Linked DNA regions of Mus musculus: all the other regions are linked to region 3. A link is a contact called in public Hi-C and HiCAR-type data. All regions are on one chromosome and are shown on one strand. Each heading gives the region's core, a stretch centred on a gene start, on an enhancer-like site or on the middle of the called end of the contact. The rest is flanking DNA. Distances are from core to core; before and after follow the strand shown.

Region 1 (5,970 bases), core at 2,689-5,188, 440 kb after region 3:
TGTTTAACTACCATTGAGTTGCTAAAGAGGAAAGAGAAGCAGCTACCCATATAATATACACTCTCCACATTTCTCCAACTGATGTCTCGAATAACCTTCTGTTCCTTTGTAGATTATTGCAACTCTGAGGTGCTATCTTGAGTTAAGATCTCTTGTAATATGTACACTTATCATATATGTCCACATATTTGCAGTATTTCTTTTCTCTTACAAAATATTGTTTTTACCAGTTATGTAGATAGGAGTCAGGCAGGACTGTGCAAGACTGTGTTCAATCCCTGTCTACCAACTTATGACTTTGGATACATGTAAATTTTAAAAAAAAGAATCTATGTTTTACTGTCTTGTATGAAATTCTAACAATGTTTTGATCCTGGAGTTACTTTGAGAATTTAATGAGTTAAATTGATTTTGAGAGAAAGAGAGAGAGAGAGAGAGAGAGAGAGAGAGAGAGAGCGCCAGAGAGAGCCACACCAAGCATTTACCATGGAGCAGACACCTATTACTGAAGATCTTTCTCTGCTTTTCTTTCTTCCTCTCTTTTTTAAGTCTCCTCCCAACCAAAGACACTTTCCCTGAAAGAAATTCAAGGTAGATTATTAGCTCCTTAACAAATGCTTTCCAGAACCCCAGAGCAATGTTTTCAGCCTGTCAAACAAGCAGAGAACTGTTTTTAAAGCTGTATGTGCCTGGCCTCCTAACCCCAGAGTTAAGGACCAAATAGGCTCAAAACTTACTGTTTTTTTTTCAAATGAAGCCTTCCAATTCAGGAGCTGTGTGAATGTGCCTTATATCCTCTGTGTCAGCATGGAAAAGGGACATGGAAATGCTGAGTGACATGGCAGATATTACTCTGGTTATCTAAGGGGATGATGGGATAGCACAGTAGAGGAAGCAAAATTATGTATTTTCTGATGAAAATTAAGGGTACTTAGTAGGAGATCCTATGGGAAACATCTTTCAACATGTTTGCAAAAAAACCCCTAAGAGAAGAAATTTGATTATAAGATTAGTAATCAAAATAACAATATATCACATGACAGAAACCTAAATGCCATTTGTGACTGCACTACTTAGGCAGGGGTATGCAGGACACACACTAGCTCTAGAGCCTACAGTTCTGTGTTCTATTCTGGGCGCCATGTGTTGAAGGGATCCAAGATAAACTGGAACTTGTGCTGAGAATAGTGGTTGGGGGGATAAGAGACAGAAATAGCCCATAAGAAAGGGTGGAAAGATTCCAGGTAGTTATCCCAAGAGAAGGCTCAAAAAAGACAATATTTTCAGTACTCTTTAGGGTTGTTGCATAGAAAAGCAACAGACTTGCTTATAGAGGACAGAAGGAAGATTAAATATAATCTTCTAACAATTAAGTGGGCCAGTAGAATGGATACCTTCCAAAAGAGTCTACTGTCCCTAGAAATGATAATTTCAGGCTAGATAAGCCCTCACCAACTAGGGGTGCTATGCAGGAAATGTACTCACCAAACCGACTGGCACAGATAAAGACCAAGATCTCACTTACTCTAATACACTGCCCTAGTCCTCTGTGAAACTTTTAACTGCTATAAATTCTTGGTTATGCAGCTAAAGAAATATATTGCTTTTGTTAATTGAAAAAAAATTCAAGAAAGTTCTCTTCTCTTTTTTTCCCACTAATTTATTTATCCATTTTCCTATTAATGAAAGTTGTTGTCTTCGCATTCAAAGATGTTAAGAATAGCAGTAGGTTGCCGGGCAGTGGTGGCACACTCCTTTAATCACAGCACTTGGGAAGCAGAGGCAGGTGGATTTCTCAGTTTGAGGCCAGTCTGGTCTACAGTGTGAGTTTCAGAACAGCCAGGACTAAACAGAGAAACCCTGTCTCGAAAACAAAACAAAACAAAACAAACAAACAAACAAAGAATAGCAGTAGGTGCTCTGGAAGAGAATGAATCACCATGCATGATCCTGCACCCGGATGCTCATGTTGTTTCCTGGAATAAATAATGACTTGCAAGACTTGAAAACCCCATCACCCACTCTATGGAGAAGGAAAGTCTGATATGTATTCTTACCTTCTGGTTTGTCAGTATTTTCACTCAGCATACCCTGTCATTTTGAATAAAACTCTCTTTTGGAATTTACAGTCCATTGATCATGAGACTTCCATGTGTATTTTTCATTCATTATTACATTCAGCCATTCATTTGGGTATTTACCAAACAATTTCTACTGTGTTTTGTGAAACATATCTAGTGCCACCAACATAAAATAAGTTTAAATGTCTAACTTTGAACAGCTTTTACATATATGGAAGCTATGCTGTCTTAATATGACAGCCACCATAACTGCTTGATAAAAAAAAAAATTTTTGGTCACAAAGCAATCTTTTTCCCTCCTATATCCAGTTGGTCAGGGGTCTGGTAGTCTCTCAGCCAGGAAGCTCTAGGTCATAGACAGTGCTGAGTGTTCTGAACTGAGGCCTCTCAGAGGCCTGGACTACTGATCAGCTACCTTGGAACAAGTAGGGCTTCTCATTGATGTGCCCCAACTAAAGGTGGACTCTTCAATGTAATAACACTGATGTAGAACCATCCTGTGGCAATTCAAGAGAAAAGCATTTTGTGTGTGCTGCAGAGAGTCATCCAGAGCCACAAGACTCCATTGACTAGGTCTGTCTCAGTAGCCCAGCTCTTCAGCACGTGTCACAAAGGATGATGGAGTACATTTTGCTGTATCCCTCTTTGTAGATTTCATGTAAAGAGGTAACACTCTATGCAGGTCACTGCCTTAAAGAATACAGGACCGCTGTGTGAAAGGGCAGAAGAATGGAGAAAACAGTAACAGAGGTAACAGCTGTACGCCCTTGACCTTTGGAAAGGAAAATCTCAGAGCAGAGGTCCCAATTAATGAAGAGCAAGAACACAGAGAAGTTTGGGTTGGTTTCTGAGCGAAGACTGGAGAATGGGATACCTGTCTGCAAAGGGAAGGTCCCATAGGGATCCAGAAGGACCAAACTGTCCACTTAGAGCTGGCCTTCGAAAGCCTTCCCTCGTGTCAGAGCACAGACACTCAGAATGATCTCTTGAGCAATCTCCTCTATACTTTCTTTCCTTTGATAGTAAACACACCGTCTCTGTTAAAATCTGCTTCCCAGCTAAAACTGAACACAGACTCCAAACCACCAAATCACTTTGGACTTTTCTTTTCTTACACCCCACCAACAACTGGGATGGCATGCATTTGAACAAACCAAAAGTGATTTCGCTCTTCTAGTTTTCAGAGCTTTTTGGCTAAATGCAGAGTGAGAAATTCATACCTTTTTCAAACAGTGTGGGTTCTTTTTCCCAGTTCCTCTCATCCATCTGGTTCTCTGGAGGTCTTGGAATCCAGGAAAGTGTTAGTTCACTGTGCTGAAATCCAAAAAAGACTGCTAAACTGTGAAAGAAAATTTGCATTCCAGAGACACCAAAGGAGTTAGTCCACAACTCTGTGCAGCAAGGAGCAAACATCTGTATGTTCTGCCTCCTTTGTCTTTGAGGCAGTTGGAAAACCCTGTAGCATGGAAGAAACCCTGCATTCACTGAGCCTTTCCTACCTAGCTCATCTAAATGTAGTGCAGAGTACAGAAAGAAGAACCAAAACGTGTTAGTATTTTATTTCTAGTGTCAAAAATTATTACAGGCGAGATACCGTTTAGGAGAACAGCAAATCGCTCTGCAGCCTGTTGAGATTCCATTCCCGTGAATGGGTTCCTCAGCCGGGTGTGTGGCTCTCCCATCAGCGGGCCTGTACTCAATAGGAAACCACAATCACAGCCCTGACACTGGCATGTCACCGTGACCTTTCTAAGCCCAAGTGCTGCCTTTTTGTCTTCCATTGGCAGAAGTGTAATTAGAAGGACTTGTTTTCAACAGAAGCCAAGTGATTGCCAAATGTGCTCAAATGATCTCTAGAGGATCAGAGGTAGCTCACCGCCCTCTGGCTGTTCCCACTGCCACTCCCAAGAGTTAGAGGCTTAACTCTAACTCTTTTGAAAGAGATCAAGTTTGGTTCAAAGAAGCTTCTCTGTCACATGCATATGAACAAGGAGAAATCTTCCATGACCCTGGTGGTTGGCTCAGACCTCTCATGGCTGTAGTGTAGGAAATAATTGCAATCTACACATCAGGAAGAAAATAAGCACCACGCAGTCCTGGGTTTCAGAAAACAGGCACGTGAGCAGAATGGTACTAAGAACATTTCTAGTCTCTGCTCGCATATCATGATTCTAATGGATGATTCAGGGTGGTTTAATTCTGATCTGCAATGTGCACACAGGTGGTCATTACTGTGTATACACATAGCTGGAAAGAGCTTTGCTTAAACTCACATTTTAGAATGTTCCCCTAGATGGGTCAATTACCATTGATAATCAGATGGCGTTAAGCAAAAGGGTGTTGCCCTACTGACTGTGTGTATGAATAATTTCAGATCATTTATGCTCTTAGGGGAGGTTTTAACATTTTTTTGAGAGATACCCTCTTGCTGAGATGAAAACAATTAATCCTAAGACTAAAACACACCTAAGATGTTACTTTATTTAATGCAGTTCATTTTCTTCTCCATACAACAAATACTTTTTGCAGGCCTGTTATGATTGCATGCTGTTATAGAGGCTGATAACGTATTAGTCTTCAATGCCTAGAAACAAATAATGATACAGGCTGCCACTGGCAAGAATGATGAGAGGTGGGCCTTAGACAGCATGACATGAGAATCAGTGTCTGAGGTCCAGGCCAGACCCTCCTTTTCCATCACTGTGTATTCATTTTCTGCTCTCAAAGGCAGAGGTGCAGCACAGAAGCAATGAACAGTGGCTTTTCACTTGTGTTCATCTGGTCTTCTTGAACCATTTGCCACCACAAGTTTGGCACTTCGGAAGGCACCCAGTGATTGGATTGGGGCTAGGGAACACAGACGAAAGGATGTCATTAGGGTCCTGGATGTGACATCTTCATCAATGAGAGTAATACTGGGAAAAAACATCTTCCTAGTGACAGCATCCTGCTAAATAATGTGAAAAGGGACAAGAAGCCCCAAATTATATATTTGTGAGGTGTTCTGGGACGGCAGGATGCTAATGATGAGCCAAGGCATTTTGTGGGATGGCCACTACAGGGAGCTAGAAGAAACTTACTGATTAGCAGTAAGTGTGAACTAGAGAAAATCTTGTTTGCCTTTGGTGTAGAAGTCATAGATTCAAATCCTGATCACCTTAAGATGTGTAGCATAGAAATTCTCCATTCTGCCTCCCCTGCTGACTGCTCTGGAGATATCTGAGGTCTTGTGCATGCACAGTTAATGCCCATGTCTGGTGCTAGATTTTCTTTGGTGGAGATAAAGGCCTGGAGATTACTTTTTTTAATGAAGAAAAGTTATATAAGATCAACATTAAAGCTAGCATTACATACCAGAACTAAATCCTTCCTCCCACATATGGGATCTCAATTAACTATTAAAAATATATGGAGACACTTCCAATCTTAGCAGGTGAGGACACCAAATGTCACTTAATTCTTAGACTTTGAAACCCAGCCTCCTGAAGTCAGCAGCAGTTCTTTGACTGTATGTCAGGCTTGCTGCGGTTCTCACGTGAATAAGCCCTAACAAGACTATGCCTTGAAGATGTTGTAAAGACAGCTCTCTGATTGGACTTGGCTCGGAAGGAAAGGAATTCTATTCTTTCTTCCCCTCTCACGATAGTCTCACTGGAGTTCTGTGATCTTTTAATTTGCCCCTGGCATGAAGGTAGCTTTACCTCCCTCCATTTCTCAGGGATTCTGACACATCCAAGAAAAGGATTTTGGAAGACCTACCATTCAACATGGTTACAGGCTTTAAAATGACAAACCACTTCTCTGAGCCTTAAGGAGTAGCTATACTAATGTTCGTTTTTAATCAAAAGGTTGGTTTGTTTGTTTGGATACGGTCTCTTGTTGACCTGGA
Region 2 (5,692 bases), core at 753-3,252, 270 kb before region 3:
GTAGGACTTGTGTCTGGTACCATTATCTGGGTCAAGAACCCATGAGTGACTAGGTCATCAGCTCTGGAAGAACTACTGCTATCACTATGCTAAGTGGGTACAATAATGGTGATTAAATGCAGAGACCCCCAATTGGTCAACGTGCAGAGAATATGAGACTCCACTTTTAATGGGATTCATCGTATCTCCTCTCAACAAGGTTCAGTTATCACTATGGAAGAGTAGGTGGGAAGATTACAAGATCCAGAAGTAGTGAAAGACTGAAGAAAAATGTGCTGGGCAAGACAACACCATTATACAATAAGCTCATAAAAGCTGTAATTACATGCATAAGACCTCCGTACAAGATGAAGCCAGCCAAAATGCCAGCACGGATGGGGGATCCTACTCCTACTTTGGAACGATTGGCAACTGCTGCAGTAAAGAGTCTCTTTAGAGCTGCAGCTGCTGAGAGGTTGCCCATGCTATAGTAGATTATCTCATACCCACGCTCAGACAGGCAACACCAAGTAGACTTAACAGGTTTAAATAAAAAAGAATACATGAAAAGGGAAAAGTGGGGTTGGGGAAGGAAGGAAGAAAATGTAATGAAGATAATTAGGTATATTTGAATGGGGCATATAATCAGAACACATATGCATGCTTGGAAGTGTCAATAAAAATTTTTTAAATGAAATGTTATTTGCATCAAAATGGATGCATCTGGAGATTGTCTTATCAAATAAAGTAAGTTAGCCTAAGAACAATTTTAAAAGAAATATCTAATTATACAATTATATTGCATGCACATATATTATATATAGCTACAATTATAGATTTGTCTATTTTTCACATAGGTTCTAGTTTCACATATTTTGTAACATTATGTGATATAATCACATTTAGAATTGCTATATCTCTTTATTAAAATGACTCTCTTTGTCATTATTTCTCACTGTCTTTAGCAAAATTTTTTGCTAAAAGACCTTCCTTCTCTTTAGACTGAAGGTATATCTCAGAGTGGCTGCTAAACATGCATAGTACCTTGGGTTCGGTCCTTAGCAGCATGTGAAGCAAGCTTAACATTCCGAAACTTGGGAGGGGGAGGCAAAAGGGTCATCCTCGGCGAAGACTGTCTGAGTCATGTGAGACCCTGTCTCACAAAACAAAAGTCTATGTTATTTGATGTGTGCTTTCTTTGAACAGTGTTTACATATTCCATCTTTTGTTTTTTGCTTTCACATCATTATATTTGTGGTGAATTCCTATAGACATTTTACTTAGAATCATATCTTTTAACATAAATATGTAGATACCTATTCTTACTTCATTCATTTTTTTCTTTAGACATTGTAGCCTGACTGACCTTGAACTCACAGAGATGCAACTTCCTCTGCCTTCCTATTGTGGGGACTACAGGTGCGTACTACTACATATGACCAATAGACTCTTATATTTTACTTCATTTAACCTTTTAGTTGATATCATACATACCATTATATCATTAGCATACAGCAAAATTATAGATACAATAGAAGTTGTCTTACATTCCTTTTTTTTCTATTTGTTTTGTTTTTATTATCCTGTCTTTTCCTGACTTTCAAAAGTGTTCCATGAGCATTTAATGGGATTTCTTTTATTGTATCTATACTATTCTTGAATATATCACCTTATAAAATATTTTAAATAACCACTCTAGGTTTTACATCACATATACATATATATCATATTATATAATATATGCCTTAAGTATAGAAAGTTTGCCTTCCTTGTCACTGCATCTCTTCTCTCTAGAGTTTGGGATAGAGTTAAAGCGCCCTGTGTTGTATTTCAATCCTCAGTCACAAGTTGGAAGGCTTGGCAGGTCATTTGTGCTTGCTCATACTTTGGATTACTGTATTTTTCCTTCTCAATTTGCAAGCCTCGTCATTTTTCATTCCCTTCTGTTTAAAGAATGTCTGTTGGGCGTTCTTTCAGGAGCAGTTCGCTGGCCACACAGCCTCTGAGTTTTCCTCCTGCTGCTGTCTCCTAAGTGCTGGCATCACGGCATGTACCCTCATGCTCAGCCATTTCTCCTGCATCTGAGAAGGTCTTAATCTCCCTTCACCACTAAGGGATGTGACTGCTGCTGGACATGGGAGCTTAGATTCATTTGTTTTTTCCTCCAGAACTTGATCATCAATCAGGCTGCTTCTCTTTAGCCTGTGTGGTTTCTGGTGGGAAATCTGCCATGGGGTTGCTTTTCTCCTACAGTCAAGGAGGGCTTCTCTCTGGCTCTTTCAAATGACTGTCCAGAAATTTGAGTATGATACGTCTTGGTATGGACTAATTTAAAGTTTATTCTGGTGCAGTTTACTCTGGTCTGTAAACCTGTCTTTTGCCAAATTTGGGGTGTTTTTGTCTGACTTTCTGTTGATGGTGCAAATCAGGGAAAAGAATGATCTGTGTTGCTTCAGATCTTCATTAGAAATCCAGGTTGTGTGCTTAGGCTCTGATAACAATAAGAGAAGCTCCTCATTACTGCTGAGCAGAAGGGAGTCCTGCCTGGGACAGAACTGCACTAAAATCTCCCAGTGCATAGAGGAAGGATACCTCGATGTTGTGGTCCACTAACACCACCAAGGGATGTGGCCTCATTCCAGAGTAGCAAAGTTCTGAGTCTCCAGCTAGGAAGGATGCAAGCCCAGAGAGACCCTTTGTCTCACAGCGATAATGTCCAGATGCTAGACAGTCAATGGTCTCTACCTGTCATAAGGTTGACCCTTCTTATCCTTATTATGGTCAATCATGCAGAAGCGAGAGGGAGAGAACTAATAGGAAACAGATCTAAAGTCAAAGTTGCCTCACCTTCCTAACTGGTTTATGATCTTGTGTGGCCTTCCTAGCCTTGATGAGCTTCAGTGTCCTCTAAAAGGGCTTAAAAATAACAACCCAAAGGTTGAAGTGAGGTAGGTGCTCAGGAGACAGTAGCTATTTTTAGTCTGTCGAGACACATTGAACAATTCCTCGATCCCCCAAGCTCATCTGAGGTTTTTTTTTTTTTAGGCTCAGTGGCCCTGGCAAGATTTCCAAATGCCTTGTAGCAAGGAAAGGGAAGCAGCTGAAGATGAAGCTTGGGGGTGAGGAAGTGTCCACTCCAGGACATTTACTGCTACTAGAAGGAAAGGCTGGCCTGTCTCTGATTGAAACTGTGGGGTGTAGGTAAGAGACCAAGTCCTGAAGCTCAGAAAAGCCAACCAGGGTCTGGCTGTGTCATGGTGCATCTTCCCTGAGCAAGAGAAGAACCCAAAGCTGTCCATGGCTGAGAACACATTTTTCCCACCTCTTCATGTGGATGAACTGTCTGCTTTTCTTTAATGGAGAAGGCCTACTTGAGTGCCACATCCAGCAGAGAGGAGACGTTAATAGAGATCAGCTCAGCTGGGGTTCCCGTTCAAGTACATTCACTCCTGCCTCACCGGACTCTCATACTCCTTACACAAGAGCGTTATTATAAGGGGCTCAAGGAAATAGTGTCAGGAGACCCACTTCATGAGTACGTTTATTATTATCTCCGCTGTCCAAGCCACACAAAATAAATGTCTGGCATTTCCAGAAATTGCTATCGATTCAGCAGCAGATTTTACAAGGCCAATCAATAATGGTTTCCTCCTCCCTTCTCCTTCGGTGTGTATTTATTTGTGACCAAGCTTTCTGTTGCCCCTGTGCTTTCTAGTGTTTATAATTGGTACAGAATAAATGGATGATTTCATTTTTTTTTCCAGGGGGGGAAAAAAGGAGTAAGGAACACACTATTAAAACCATCTCCCTCCAAGACACAAAAGCAGAAGACATCTATGTGCGCGAGTATGAGATAAAGATAGATGATGGGAATAGATGGTGGATGCTTAGATGGAAATGGAGATAAGTTTAAACAGGGTCCAAGTTACAACCACCAGCTCATAAGCCACAACTTCTGATCCTCTCCCCTCCCTACAAAGTCCCAGAAAGCCATGCAGACCTTTGCAGTCATAGGCCTATATATATGTATGTGTATATATATAGTCAATGTATTCCAGAAGGCTTCCATCCCATCTCCTTCCAAGGCCCAAATAGAAATAGATCATCTAAAGTCATGTCCCTTGCCTGTTTTTCTGTCCCATGAGTACTCCCATGTCACCAGAAAGAACATAGCTCTACAAGCAATGCTGAGAAACTTTACTTGACTCACAGATGACACACTATTTATTCTCTCTCCTCTAACTCACTACAAAAAGTAAGCTAGTCACCCACCCCTTGAAGTTTGGGGTAAACATGTGGGTTTTCCTTCCTTCAATCTTAGCCTGTATACTGCCTAATCTCATTGAGGAAACACTGATCCACATGTCCCTTAGAGAAGAGTATTACTGGCCAGCAAATGGGTATGGGCACATGTGGGTACTGTGCCAGCCCAAGCTGCTGGTCAGAAGTCTGTGCCCAGAACAATACTGCTTGGTCAAAAATAAATAAAGCAGAATTTCTGTTTCCCTTGAAATGGGTTGAATTGTGTTCCCTCAAAATATGTGTTGAAGTTCTAATTCTCCTTAGACCTCAGACTATGACCTTTTTTGGAAATCGTGTCTTTTCTGGGGTAATTGAGTTAGAATGAAGTCATCAAAGTGGGCTCTTTTCTGATATGCTCAGTGTCCTTATAAAAAGGAAAGATCTGGATGCCAAGAGGCACACACAGAGAGAGAATATGTAGATGAAGCAAACAGATATCGGGATGTTTCTTCTTCAACCCAAGGAAGGCCATAGTTTTTATCAAAACACCATAAACTCATAAGGGAGCCTGGGACACATTGTCCCTCAGAGGGTCCAAGTCTGTTGACATCTTGAACTTAGACTTCTGACCTGCAGACTATAAGAGAGTGAATTTTGTTGTTCAAACCACCCAGCATATGGTCTTGCTAACTAAGGCCATATCTCAGCGGTGAATATTCAGAAAACCCAAGACTAACTCATAACTAGACTTGAGCCTCAGAAAGTCCCCTTGATAATCCTTCTGCTAACATATACCATTAGTACAAAGTACTAATGAAAAGCATCATTGTAAATGAAATAAGTACGACAAAGACAAATATTACAAGTCTTCTTTCATATGGAGAAGATGGGCAGGGAAGAAAAGAGAGAAACATGAAACTATAAGGCCTACTAGGAATTGGGAGGAGTGGTAACAAGGAAGGGGAGGAACAAATGTCTACCATGGTCCATGTGAAAAGTTAAGAGGTGAATATGAGGAAATCATATTGTGTCTTAGTCAATGTTCTGTTGCTATGAAAAGACACCAGGGCCACAGCAACTCTTATTAAAAGAAAGCATTTAATTGGGACTGGGTTTCAGTTTTTAGAGAGTTAGTACATTATCATCATGGCAAATAGCACAGTGGCATGCAGGCAGGCATGGTACTGAAGAAGTAGCTGAGAGTTCTACATCCAGATCCACAGGCAGAAGGAAGAGAGAAACTTGGGCTTAAAATAGGTTTTTGAAACCTCAAAGCCCACCTCCAAAAAGGCCACACCTCCTAATCTTTTCAAATAATGCTACTCCCTAGGACCAAGCATTCAAATATATGAGCCTATGGGGACCATTCTTATTCAAACCACCACACATTGTGTATGTGGAAATGTCAGTCATAATGAAATCATTTGTGCACTTAGTACAATAATTTTAATTTTAAATGAAGGTATAGATG
Region 3 (6,465 bases), core at 3,179-5,678:
GCTTTAATGAACAGGAGAGGTGAAGGCAAACCTCCCTTTTTGCATGGTGATTAGGAAACAGGATGTGCAAACCTGCTGTATGAATTTAAAGAGGCGCACTCATGCTGATGCGAAACCTGGATGGGCACCTCGCAGAGTTTCATGCTGGCAGAAATGTTAAGCGGAAGAAGTTCTCCTTCAGCATATTAATGACTTTGGGTTTGCATGAAAATAAAAATGTTGGATATGAGAGATTATGTTTCTAGACATAAGAAAACAAAACAAAACCGCAAAGCAAACAACAACAGCAACAACAGAACAAACCAACCAAAGTGACTCTAGGATCCAGCTCTGATTACAGGCTGGTTTTATTAGAGAGCCCAACATGTCCTCAGCCGAGATGACAGAGGGATGGGAAATGCTCCTGAACTTCTTGCTGACTTGGACTCGCTTGGAAGTCCAAGCACTCTGCTTGCTTGAAAGTGGAAAGAATTATATTCTCTTAGGCAAATGCTTTGGAATCCCTCAGAGTCTGAGGCACCTAGGAAGTCTGGAGCAGAGAATGCACGTTATGGATCATGGTTTTCTTCCATCGTACTGTGTAGTTTCTCGTGCGGCAACTTCTGAGTGTACTGTTCTCTTCTTGAAGGGCTGCAGCAGAAGCAAACGGAATAGGCTTCCGTTTGTGTGGCTGACTTTCTCGATCCCTTGAATTTCTGAGTTCGATGGTCTTTGTTGAGGTCTACAGAGTCTAGTGATACTTTTTAGTGTGCTTTATGCATCAGATATATATCAGCGTGTATGTTTTAAGGTCATATACCTGCGTATTCTCTACCTTCACAGGAGTCTGTATATCCTACACCCCTTCTTCCACTTCACACAAGTTTAGAAATGAAGCTTTTGTGGCAAGGGTAGCGTAGAGGACAATGAAGGATTTTCCTCTCTTTGGCTTACATTCTTCTGTTTCTTCAGATTGGATGATACCGGTTACTTTTGGAAACCTTGAAAATATCCTTAAGTTAGATTACGGTGATGTTAGTACAAGTCTCTGACTTTATTTTGTATATGAATTACATCTCAGTATCATTATGAAGAAATTTAGTCTGCCCTTCAGTCAAAAGCTTTCCAAGTTCCTTTAGGGAATCAAAATAGGGTATATTGCCAAGTTTTTACCTCACCTTGATTTGTTTGGGGGCAAAGTTGTCTTGCATATTAACAATGATGAACAGAAATAAGAAAATGCTGATGAGATAATCAAATCCACCAAACCCCAAATCTATTTCTTCTTTACTTTGCACACAGTCTGTTTTTTGAGCCTTAAAAACTAATACTTCCTAAAATGTTGATTAATGAGCTATCCGATAAGAAATAACAGGGTACTGACAGCCCTGATTGTATAAATAGGCGTTTGGGATTGTGTTCATGGTTTGCTTGTCAGCACAAGAGAAGTGTGTGATTATGTTGAATGATGGTTAATTTTCTTATCCACCCATTTTAAAAATAAAGATATACAGCTGGAAGACAGGTGCCCTGGAGGTGAAAAGGAGCCCCGCAGCCGTGTTACTGAATCCAGAAGGGTTTAGAAGGAGCACATTCCGGTTTAAGTGTGTTAGCATTTGTATCCTGGGTGGATTCTGGTCATGCTTTGGAGTTGGAGAATGCTCCTTCCTGGTCCTTTACACAGAATGTTTGATTTACTCTTTCTTGCTTTGGGGTGAGTCTAGACAGCGGCTGCTCCTCTTCCTCATCGGTCCTTGCCTCATCCTTGTGGACGTGCTTGGAGGCAAGAGAGGACTTGCCTTTCCACCTTTGCAAGTGTGCCCTTTGTACACTAACAGTCCTCTTTGATTAAGTATCCAGTGAAACCAATTCACATGAACTCCAATTAAACTTTAATGAACAAGTGGGTGTATTAATATCAGCTGAGTAATGTAGGCAGCACAGATTCCAGTAAGTGACTCACTTCTCTGTGCAGCTCATTGCCCATGCACCGTTAGAGTTACTAGAAAGCTTCCAGCTATATTTGAGTGGATCTGGTCTGGGTCTTGAAATTCTAGCAACCCTCAGGGCTTGTTATTCATCTAGTGACAAAACCACAGTTATCCAGACCTCTGTTTTCAAAGCAAGTTTGGGGATGGGAGTCTTGTTCACATCGACCAGTTAGGCTTTCCGTGGAGCAGTGCCCGTTAGGACTTTCTTTTTGCCTTCTTCTTGTGACTGCTCCCACTCCTTCAGTGGCAATTCTTTTCCTCCTCCAAACCTAAAAGCACATGGTCTGAATTAGCGTCCTAGTGGCTCACTTCCATCTGCATCTGCTGCTCTGCTTCAGTAGATGAGTTCTCATGGCTACACCCCAGACAGTATGATGATCTTGGAATGGTGTACCTTTGTGGGTACAGCCCTGTGTGGGCTTGAGACTGAGGATTATATCTTCTTCGTGGGAAAGATGATGGTCAATGTGTCTTAGGGTTCCTGCTGCTGCCGTCAAAGATCATGACCACAAAGCAAGTTGGGAAAGGGAAGGATTTATTTGATTTACACTTCCTTCCTTCCTTCCTTCCTTCCTTCCTTCCTTCATCACTGAAGGAAGTCAGGACAGGAAATCAAACAGGGTAGGGACCTGGAGGCAGGAGCTAATGAAGAGGCCATAGATGGGTGCCACATACTAGATTGCTTACCCTGCTTGCCTAGCTCGTAGAACCCAGGACTGCCAGTCCAGGGATGGCACCATCCACATCGGGCTGGGTCCTCCGGATCAGTCACTGATTAAGAAGAGTCTTACAGCTGGACCTTATGGAGGCATCTTCTCCATTGAAATTTCCCTCTTTCAGATACTTCATTTGTGTGTCAGGTTGGCATGAAATTAGCCAGCACAAAATATAAGAGACCTGGCACATAAGATCTCAGTAAATGTTTGTTAACTTGGCTGAATGGAAGAGGGCTGGAAAGGATGATTTGGAAATGAATGGACTTAGTCATTGATAATTCAGGAGGTCTCAGTCCTGTCGACATTGGACTTACATTAGATTTAGAATGTCTGTGTGACCTCAGAGTGACAGAGGACAGAAACTTGGAAGAGGTGATTTGCAGGGAGCATTTAAAGAACAAATTCCAGAAACTGGCTGCACGTGAGAAGGTGAGGGGTTGGGATGGGGACAGGAAAGGATGTGGGAAGGCCATGCCAGGCTATCCAGGAGCAAGAGCAACAGTGGAAGCATGGAGGTATGAGGCAGTGATCATTCAGTGTGTGTTAGAGCAGGAGACATACTGAGAGTCCTGCATCTCACCAACAGTTGGCCACCAATCCTCATTCAAGTTCCATTTGCTGTTCTTTCTCTGTTCTTTTGTACTTACTGTAAACCAGTTAAAGCTGATGCAGATGCCAGGCAGAGAGGCACTGTAGAGAGGTCTTTAAGTCTTTCAGCTCAGTGGGCTTGCCAACATGGCAACCATTTGACGTTCTCCCAGGCATTCCCTCCACATTAAGGGGCTACATCTGTCCATCCTGCAGCCTGGAAGATAAGGGAGTATGCACTCCAAGTAGTCAGATGAGTCTCAAGGTTTGGAGTAAGGGACTGCCTTGCATTTGCCCTTCTACACAATCAAGTAACTCATGCCCCTTCCCTTCCTGTGGAGAACAGAGGGATCCCAATAGAAAGGGAAAGGCAGAGGGTAGGAGATGCTCTGATATTGCTTGGCTTCTTGCCCTCCTCACTCTCCAATGTCAATACAGTTCTTTAGGAGAAAAACAAAAAAACAACAGCAGTCTGGAACAGGAGGACAGGGCCAGTTTAGAAGTGAGGAAACTGGGGTGGTTTATCTGAGCAGAGACTGATGTCATTTGCTCTGTAATTTAGGCTGGCAAATCTATTGATGCAACCTCAAACGAAGGACACACTTAGATTGCTGAGACTTGAGCAAACAAATGTTATGTAACGATGTCAAGGTCTGTGGTGCAAGGATTAACCCCCAAGCAGAAATAAACACTCCTCTGTGCCAAAGGTGGGACGTAAGTCTTCAGTATCAAATCTGGGTCTCCCTCCCAAGTATCTTCTTAGAGTCTGTCATGGGGTAAGAAATCCAAGGAGAGGAGGCACTCTTTCCTTGGTACAGTGGGTGAGAGTATTTAAGAGAGTCCATGTTTGGAAGCTTGAGGGAAGCAGAGGGGCTTCTCCCATTAGAAACTGAGTAAAATGATGGTTTACATGGCGAATCATAAATTGCTTATAGAAAACCCAGGAGTGCCTATTCGATTCTCAAAATGTTAGCCAGTGGTTGATCCATTCTCTGTTTCTACATCGTTTGGGTGTAGACTACAATATTAGCATTTCGAAATTCTTCTTAGGTAATTCTGAAAATGTCCTGATTTTGAATTCACACTGAGTTACATAGTGCTTAATGTGTCTGAATGAGAAAGACACTCTGAGGGCGTGAGAAGGAGGAGAAGGCCGCAAAGGTCATGGGGAGGGTGTGGTCCCAGCTGGAGAGGAAGCTAGAGCAGGAACAGGGGAAGCAAGGAGGCTCTGCATCCCGACCAGACCTGCTGCTCTCTCACCCCTCTGCCCAGTGGCACACACGTTCGTGTGAGTGTGTGTGTATGTGTGTGTGTGTGTGTGTGTGAGACACACACCATGGCAGGAGACTGAGGACATAAGGACACTTGGCCTTAAGAGTGGTCCTGAGGCTCTTTCCATAGGCGTCAGTGTTTCCTTTATGAACCCACTGTTTCTTCTGACCTCAAGCCCTCAGCAAACTGCATGTCTCTGTACAATAAAGTAGGCCTTACATCTCAGGGACACCTTAGATTTTTGTCAGAATCAATTAATTCTTTATCAAAAAGTGCAGACCTGACAGATAGTGAGTTTAGGTGCTTTGGAAGCCATTGTCCCTGCCCTGGCACAGGACCCTCTCTGGTCTCTTTGTGCACACCATGTAGAGGTCTCATTGTAATTTGCAATGCCATTTTTCTTATTTGAAAACTGTAGAATTTCTCTTTCTTAGTGGGGAGCACAGCCTCAGTAAACTCTAATGAAAAAAATCTGTCAGGTAAAGGGGCAGGATCGCAGCACAGTCAGGCTCAGTGGCTCACACAGAGAGAGCAGCCAGACTGCAGGCGTCTGAAGTCCTCTGTGCTGAGGAGCTGACTGGCTCTCCCTTGGTGGTACCTTGGTCTTTAAGGGCTTTGGAATCTCTGTAACTGACATCCTTTCTAGATCATAGAATCTGTGCCTATGCTGGACATCCTCATTGGGGCTCATAGGACTCTTATGACAATAATAGGCCTTGTGAGTTCTTGACAAGAGCAACAGTCAGACCTCCTGAACAGCTTCTGTAGGGATGGGGTGTAAGGGGCCCAGGAGGGTGATTGATAGTGTGCAGGTTTCTGTTTTGAAGCAGAGTTGTTAGAACTTTAAGGAGAGAAGGGAATCAACGTTTTGGTGTCCTTTTAGAAAAAACAAACAAACAAACAAACAAGCAAAAAAAAATTCCTCCATGTCTGAGCAAAGTGAATGGACTTCGTACTCCAGAGGGAAGCAGGAAACAGAGTCAGGGCCCTCTCTGTCCCGCTGAGCTGTTGTACACTGCTCCATTACAGGTGGCAGTCAGCAGCAGCTTCTCTGTGAGTGGGTCACGTGACTCAGTCCTCGGGTGTTCTCTGCAAGCATTCCTTCCTCTTTGCTGTTTTAAACAACTTTGATTTTTGGCAAAGTGAGATCAACCCATCTTGGCAATTATGTTGCCTAGGCTTCTTTCAGAAAATTGACACAGGAGTACACCTGGACGCCAGTCCACCCAAAAGAAAAAGCTACACGTTATGTTCATTTGCTTTTGTTCTGTTTCCTGTACATGATATTGCTATTTTAATCTTCTATGTCATTTGATGTTCTTCAAAATGTATTTTAATTGCTGCGATGTTGCATTATGTATTGCATGCATTGTGATGCATCAGGATGTCACTTCCATTATAAGTAACAGCTCCCTGGAAGTCCCTTAAGCCCAGGTAGGGACACAGGACCATATTCTTACTGGAGGGGAATTTGAAGTATTTTACATCACCTCATGCAGTAGGCTGGAGCATAGCAGTATTTTTGTTAAAGAACTTGGTGAAGGATAGAGTTCATACATGTAGAACTGATATTGTAGAGAAAATTCATGATAAACCATGGTAGCCTATGCTGTTTTAATCAAGATAACATTAGTTAGAGAAAGAGTGACATATTTTATTTAGTCACCTTATGCAGGTGCCACATTAGATAAGCTCCCTTAGACCTTTGGAAAACCTTTCCTTTTCTCTTGTTTGGAAGTGGATGTCCATTGCTTTGCCCAAAGCTTGTGATTTTTGCAGCTGGGCAAATATATACAATTGTAGTTACTGTCCCTTTCAGTGGATGGCTTGTGACGAAGAGAGGCCTTTGAAAACAGTTTTTGTTTAGATGAGAGAGAACATCTACTATTGCATCCTAAGATGCAATGACTCCATCTCTT
Region 4 (5,780 bases), core at 102-2,601, 360 kb after region 3:
CATCTCTCCAGCCCCAAAGGTGTTTTTCATTTTGTTATTTTTCATCTGTTTGAAACAGGGTTTCACTGTGTAGCCCTTGCTGGTCTAGAATTCACTGTGAAGATCAGGTTGGCCTCAAGCTCATGGAGATCCAACTGGCTTTGCCTCCCAATTACTGGAACTAAAGACATTTGTCACCACAACCTGCCAAGTTTGAAACTTTTACACGTCTGTGCCAGTCTACAGTCTACCCTGTGCCTCAGTTATGGTGCCTTACAGTAAACCTTGCTTTCAAACCGTTTACATCCTTCAGCAAGTTGAATATAGTGGTACGTGTCTCAGCCACTGTAGAGGCTATGGCAACAATGTTACAAGGTCAGTTCCACCCTGAGCAACACAGCATCTCCCTGTCCCACTTTCTTTTTTTGTGTAGATAGAGGATGAGAGCAAAATATCCACCTCTGTTATTGTCAAAATTGGTTGGACTGTTCTGCATCCTTTTGCATTCTAGAAGTGGCTTGTCAATTCATATTGATAAAGCCCGCAGGATTACTCATAATTCAAATGAGAAGCATTGACTCCTTAAAAGGACTTCCAAACCATGAACATGATGTATCTGTTCCTTGATGTAAGTGTTCTTTCATTTTGCTCGGTGACTTTTTTTTAATTTTAAACTATAGAAGTCTTATGTATATTTTGGATCAAAAGCTAGAAATAAAAGCCAAAATTATAAAGTTTTTATGAAAAAAAACACTCCCAAGAAAGTTCTTATGAAATTAGGGCAGTCAAAGATTTAATGTAGGATATACCCAAATAAATCTATTGAAAGATAAATTCAATTTCATCAACATTCTAAAAGCGTGTAAGTCCAGGACATGGAAACTCTTGACAAGAGAACTAAAATTTACATCCATACCAGCCAGGGCTTGAAACAAGACCCTGTCCTCAAAAAACGAAAAGCAGAAAAATCTAAAACTTGTTCTCAGAAGAAACCATTGAAATGTGAAACACCAAGCCATGCATCCAAAATGATATGTGTCCAGTATACAGAGAGCAGGTTTCTAACTCAATCAAAACAAAAAACAAAAGGAGGCAAAAGGTTTAAACAGATGCTTTTCTGGGAAAAATCATCAACTAAAAATATGCTTGGTATCTGTGGTCCCCAAGAAGAGACTTCCTAAAGTGTCCCCTTACTTGAGTTAGGAACAAATTCAAATTGAAGAGATTCGAGGCTCTGCCACGTCCCAGGCGCGAACTGGGATGTGAAATGGCTGAGATTCTCCTGAACTGCTGAGAACAGGATCGTACAATGGATACTTTTAAAAGATCTTAGCAGTGTCTTTAAAAATTAAACACACAGTAAACATAACCAAGCTTTTCTCCAACATGTTCGCCTAAAGCAAACAAAACCCCTGTTTTCACACAGACTTGAACATAGAGGTTGATGTCAACTTTATTTGTAGTAGTCAAAATTGGCAGTGGCCCAAGACTCCATCTGTAGGTGAAAGGACAAATTGCATCATCGTCACACAGTAAAATGGACACATAGGGAAATAAGCTGGTAAAATGTGAAAGACTGACTTGCTGAGGGTAGGGAGGAATGCCAAGAGAAAGACATGGGTGATAGTTCTGGCTTGGTCATGGTGTTAACTATAGCTTTTACATTTATTAAAAATAATCAAAACATTTACGTAAAATGGCCTTGGTTATTACATTTACAGAATATCCAAAAGTATAGTATGGCTTAGCAACTAAGAAGACTTGTTCCTCTTTGAACCAAGACATGGTTCCTAATACCCACACTAGTATTCACAGCCTCCTAATTCCAGTTCCAGGGGATCCAATACCCTCTTTTGGCTTCCGGGACACCTGCATGTACACAGTACACACACATGCAAGAAGGCACACATGCAGACACAGAAATAAAATTTTAAATTTTAGTATATGGAAATAAACACCATGAAGTACATTTCTATATTTTTTTTCCCGTTAGACTGAAGCATGCTTAAGTGAGGGTTAGTGAACCATACATACTGCAGAGTTTCCTCATTTCTGCACACCTTTTTTGGGCTTCTTTAGAAACAATAAGAACTTAAAGGCTGTTTATGCTTTTCCCCCTTAATATTTAAAGTTTGTGTGCACGTGCCTGATTGAACCTTATTTACCTAAGTAAAATATCCTGATGAAACTTTCCCAGTGCGGTCTACTTAGATTTTAAGAATCTGACCCATTCTTTCCCTCCCTCCCTTCCTTCCTTCCTTCCTTCCTTCCTTCCCTCCCTCCCTCCCTCCCTTCGTTTCTTCTTCTTCTTCTTCTTCTTCTTCTTCTTCTTCTTCCTCTTCCTCTTCCTCTTCCTCCTCCTCCTCTTCTTCTTCTTCTTCTTCTTCTTCTTCTTCTTCTTCTTCTTCTTCTTCTTCTTCTTCTTCTCTTCTTCTTCTTCTTCTTCTTCTTCTTCTTCTTCTTCTTCTTCTTCTTCTTCTTCTTCTTCTTCTTCTCCTCTTCCTCCTCCTCCTTCTCTCTGTCTCTGTCTCTCATTTCACTCTTTTGATCATCATGGACAGATTTGGGGTGAAATGTAGTGCTTCTAGTGACTCTGGCAGGGAGCATCAGTTGGTTATGTCCTGTAAAAGGCATACGGCTAAAGAAGCTTTTGAATGGAAATGGAGTCCCTGTTCTTCTTTTTTCTGTGTCAGCTTTGATTTGATTAGGTCTGAAAAGGGGAAACTATTCAGATACACTAAACAGAAGAGCATTAGCCCACCCCCTAGTCCTTGTGTTACTGTTAAATTTTGGTAGGTAAAAGGCACAGTACAACTCACCCCTGCCTCCCTGAGAACCAGCCACTAAAGCGCACAGTAGGAGGGCTTTGTCATGAAAATTCCAAAGCTTGAAGAGACTCTTGCCTACAGCTTTCCTTGGGGCAGCATCCTACCTGTAGCAGTTCTGACCACTCTACTGAACATCTCTCAGTGCCTGTAAATCTTTCCTTCTGAAAGAGACTGACAGAGATCTAGTCACAAGATATAAGTGCATCTATTAGGCAAGTAACCAGATCCCCATCTTGCAGTAGCCTCATGTGGGTATGTAAGAAGCTTTGATAACCAGGTTTCTATTTGAATCTGGTCAGGCCAGTCTTTGGTTTAGTATGTGTGTGCATGTGACTCTTCTCTCCTTAACATTTGCTAACGATTGGGGTAGTATTTGCATACTGCTGGGGACTGGATGATGTAAAACTTGCTTCTTCTCTCCAATATTGTTCTTCATGGTGAGTTTTTATGTTTTACTTACAACTACTGAACTACTACCATGCACAACAAAGCTACACAGGTCATGAATATTCAAAAGTGTAGCTACCTACCTACCTACTTACCTCTACCTCTACATACACACACACACACACACACACACACACACACACACACACACACACACCACATTTAAAACCATGTACTCTCATGTAAAGGCACATAAACAAATGTACATGTGAGGGCCCTTATTAAATTAACCTCTACAGTCCCCCACAAACTATGTCCACAATGGGAATGTGAAAGCTGTCCTCCACTCTTTCCTCTTTGCCCATTTAGTCTGTTCCTTTATTCTGTGTATTTTGAAACACTTTTGGAATCATCCCCTCTTCCCCAACCATGCTGCCAACTGCTGGTACCATACTTTATAGCCAGGCATAATAGACAGCATGGATTTTAGCACTGAGTAACAAATGAGCAAGTGTTGGCTCTGCTTGTATTTGTTGTTGTGATCATAAAAAGATAAAGCGGTGTTAATATATGTTCTAAGGGGGTGTGGTGGGGTGTGGGTGAAGGGGGTGCCTTAGCCGGCCCATACCAAGGCATCCCCTTCCCCCTGAGAGACCAGCCACACCCCTGAGAGACCAGCCACACCCCTGAGAGACCAGCCACAGGACTGTATAGTGTAGAAAAGAGTTTATTCAGGGCAACTCAATAGAGAGTTAAGAGGGTAGTAGAGGCAGAGAAAAGGAGAAAGTAGAGAAGTAGAGGCCAACCATGACTACATGGAGAGAGGGGGGAAGGGAATGGGGAGAGAGGGGGAACGGGGGCAGGGGAAAGAGGCAAGGGAGAAAGGCAAGAGTAAGAGGATTGGACAAGCAGCCCCTCTTATAGTGAACCAGACTACCTCGCTCTTGCCAGGTAACTGTTGGGGTGTAGTTTAGACAGAATACCAATATTTGTTGTGTGATAGTTGATGAGATTTAACTTTTCAGAGCTTCTCTGTCTTTGCCTGCAGATTAAAGATAAGGCAGTGGCTTATGAGCTCTTTTATCACCCTCTTTGCTCCTCTGTGCCCTTCCTCCACTTTTATCTAGAGGTGTTATTATAACATGCATATAGGCATGTATGTTTAAGGCCTAAGACATATATCCACTTTGTTACATGGCAGTGTTTTATTGGTTGGTCTTCTGTAGAAACCCTCCTTGCCCTGCCTTGGGCCCAGGGCTGCAGCCTAGTTCCTCCCTCCTCACAGGTCAGTAGGTCCAGACTGCCAGTGTTCTCACTTGCTCCATGACTGTGTGTCTTCCATCTTTCCCCTAATACAGAATTCCCCACTTGGTTTTCAAAGCCTGAGTCCACACTTTCCCTTCTAAATCTGCCCTGATTGGATCTATATGTTATGTAACAACTGTGTGCCCATGAGCTCTAGAGAAGGCAAAGGCCAGGTCCCATTCATCTTTCTCTTCTCGGTGAGTTCCAATGCCTGCTCTGTGCAGTAATCACTTGACACTTGTTTATGTGGATATTCACATTCTGTGTTACCTGTTCCAGCTACATGTTAAGATTCGTTGCCATTTGCCCAAGAACTGTTCTATTAAAACATTTTCAATTTTACTAGAAATTTAATGAGAATTCCTCTATTACTCTGTGAATTTTTACCAATCCAGTGTTCAAAGTTGTATGTGGAAAGCAGTGTCTCAGAGGGAAGCAATATGAAACACATGGAACATCTTTCAGGAGCCACATGACAAACCACAAGATTCAGATAAGAATGAAATTCCCTCTAAAAGCAGGCTTAGAGGCTGGGCACAGGATCCTGATAAGGTAGCAGGGAGCCAATGGATTCAGGCTTTGAAAGCTAGCTGGGAAATTCCATGTATGTGTAAAAGGGAGAAAGCCTTTTACCAAGCCATGCATGAAGGTTACTGCTGTCTCTGCTAGGCTGCCACATAAGTAGGTCAATAAATAGTTCATTCAAGTATAACTTTAGTACCTATTCTAAATGGTTTAGAATCTTTTGAATAAGCATGAATTTAAAAAAAAAGAACCCTCTAATATATTGTTCCAAGATTTTTAGCTCAGCAAATCTCTTCTACAATCTTTTGGAGTTGGCAAGTTCCTCAGAAGCTATCCTAAGGATAGTGGTGGTATAGACAAGACAGACGAAGGGGCTCATCACTGCCCTTCATGCCCCCTCTCCTTATTGCTTTAGTGGACAGTAGGACCACCTAGTCCTCAGGATCCATCCTCAGAGCACTGCTGGAAGACCTCTCCATCTTCCTTGATCAGGTACTGATTTACAAAAGCAAGAGTTTGGCCAGCCCATGTCTCCGATTCCCACTGCCTTGTTCTTGAAGTTGCTCTTCATGTTTCCCTCCAGCAAATCCCATGGGGAACCTCTGAAGTGCCTAAGTTACTCTTTAATAAATATCTCTCTTCTCTGAGGCACCATCCCTCCTAGTTGAACCACCTGCCACAAGCTAAATTATTCCTTAGTGTTTACACCTTGCGGATATTTATAGCCATCATCATGGCACCCCTTAGTCATCCTCC

What was found. A called contact is a pair of places that touch in the nucleus more often than the background predicts. HiCAR-type assays count read pairs that join an accessible place to other places.
Region 1: a Hi-C map of liver shows a contact between it and region 3, with 2.4 times the contacts expected there. The contact joins two enhancer-like sites. A contact is called at or near these places in 1 of 484 Hi-C or Micro-C datasets (liver) and 2 of 115 datasets of contacts at active chromatin or transcription factors (CD8 T cells and memory CD8 T cells).
Region 2: a contact with region 3 is called in a HiCAR-type map of fibro-adipogenic progenitors, with 2.5 times the contacts expected there. The contact joins two enhancer-like sites. A contact is called at or near these places in 1 of 484 Hi-C or Micro-C datasets (liver) and 3 of 115 datasets of contacts at active chromatin or transcription factors (CD8 T cells, fibro-adipogenic progenitors and pancreatic cancer cells).
Region 4: a Hi-C map of liver shows a contact between it and region 3, with 1.6 times the contacts expected there. The contact joins two enhancer-like sites. A contact is called at or near these places in 1 of 39 promoter capture datasets (liver), 1 of 15 datasets of contacts at CTCF or cohesin (CD8 T cells), 3 of 484 Hi-C or Micro-C datasets (bone marrow-derived macrophages and liver), 1 of 115 datasets of contacts at active chromatin or transcription factors (CD8 T cells) and 1 of 9 other capture datasets (embryonic stem cells).

Annotation. Positions count from the first base shown.
Region 1 is chr16:24,957,738-24,963,707 of GRCm38.p6, forward strand. The region is part of intron 10 of Lpp (LIM domain containing preferred translocation partner in lipoma); the gene reads left to right. Among named protein-coding and RNA genes, the nearest start is that of Gm52245, 19 kb to the left of the region's middle. Within about 2 kb of position 3,939, at least 40 of the 459 cell types and tissues checked have an H3K27ac peak or open chromatin away from gene starts, as enhancers often do. A contact at or near this core is called in liver, where this site is marked.
Region 2 is chr16:24,245,524-24,251,215 of GRCm38.p6, forward strand. All of the region lies in intron 1 of Gm31814 (a long non-coding RNA gene), which reads right to left. Among named protein-coding and RNA genes, the nearest start is that of Gm31814, 15 kb to the right of the region's middle. Within about 2 kb of position 2,003, at least 21 of the 459 cell types and tissues checked have an H3K27ac peak or open chromatin away from gene starts, as enhancers often do. A contact at or near this core is called in fibro-adipogenic progenitors, where this site is marked.
Region 3 is chr16:24,513,388-24,519,852 of GRCm38.p6, forward strand. The region is part of intron 3 of Lpp (LIM domain containing preferred translocation partner in lipoma); the gene reads left to right. Among named protein-coding and RNA genes, the nearest start is that of Gm24440, 110 kb to the left of the region's middle. Within about 2 kb of position 4,429, at least 40 of the 459 cell types and tissues checked have an H3K27ac peak or open chromatin away from gene starts, as enhancers often do. A contact at or near this core is called in fibro-adipogenic progenitors and liver, where this site is marked.
Region 4 is chr16:24,873,005-24,878,784 of GRCm38.p6, forward strand. The region is part of intron 9 of Lpp (LIM domain containing preferred translocation partner in lipoma); the gene reads left to right. Among named protein-coding and RNA genes, the nearest start is that of Gm22672, 8.3 kb to the right of the region's middle. Within about 2 kb of position 1,352, at least 17 of the 459 cell types and tissues checked have an H3K27ac peak or open chromatin away from gene starts, as enhancers often do. A contact at or near this core is called in liver, where this site is marked.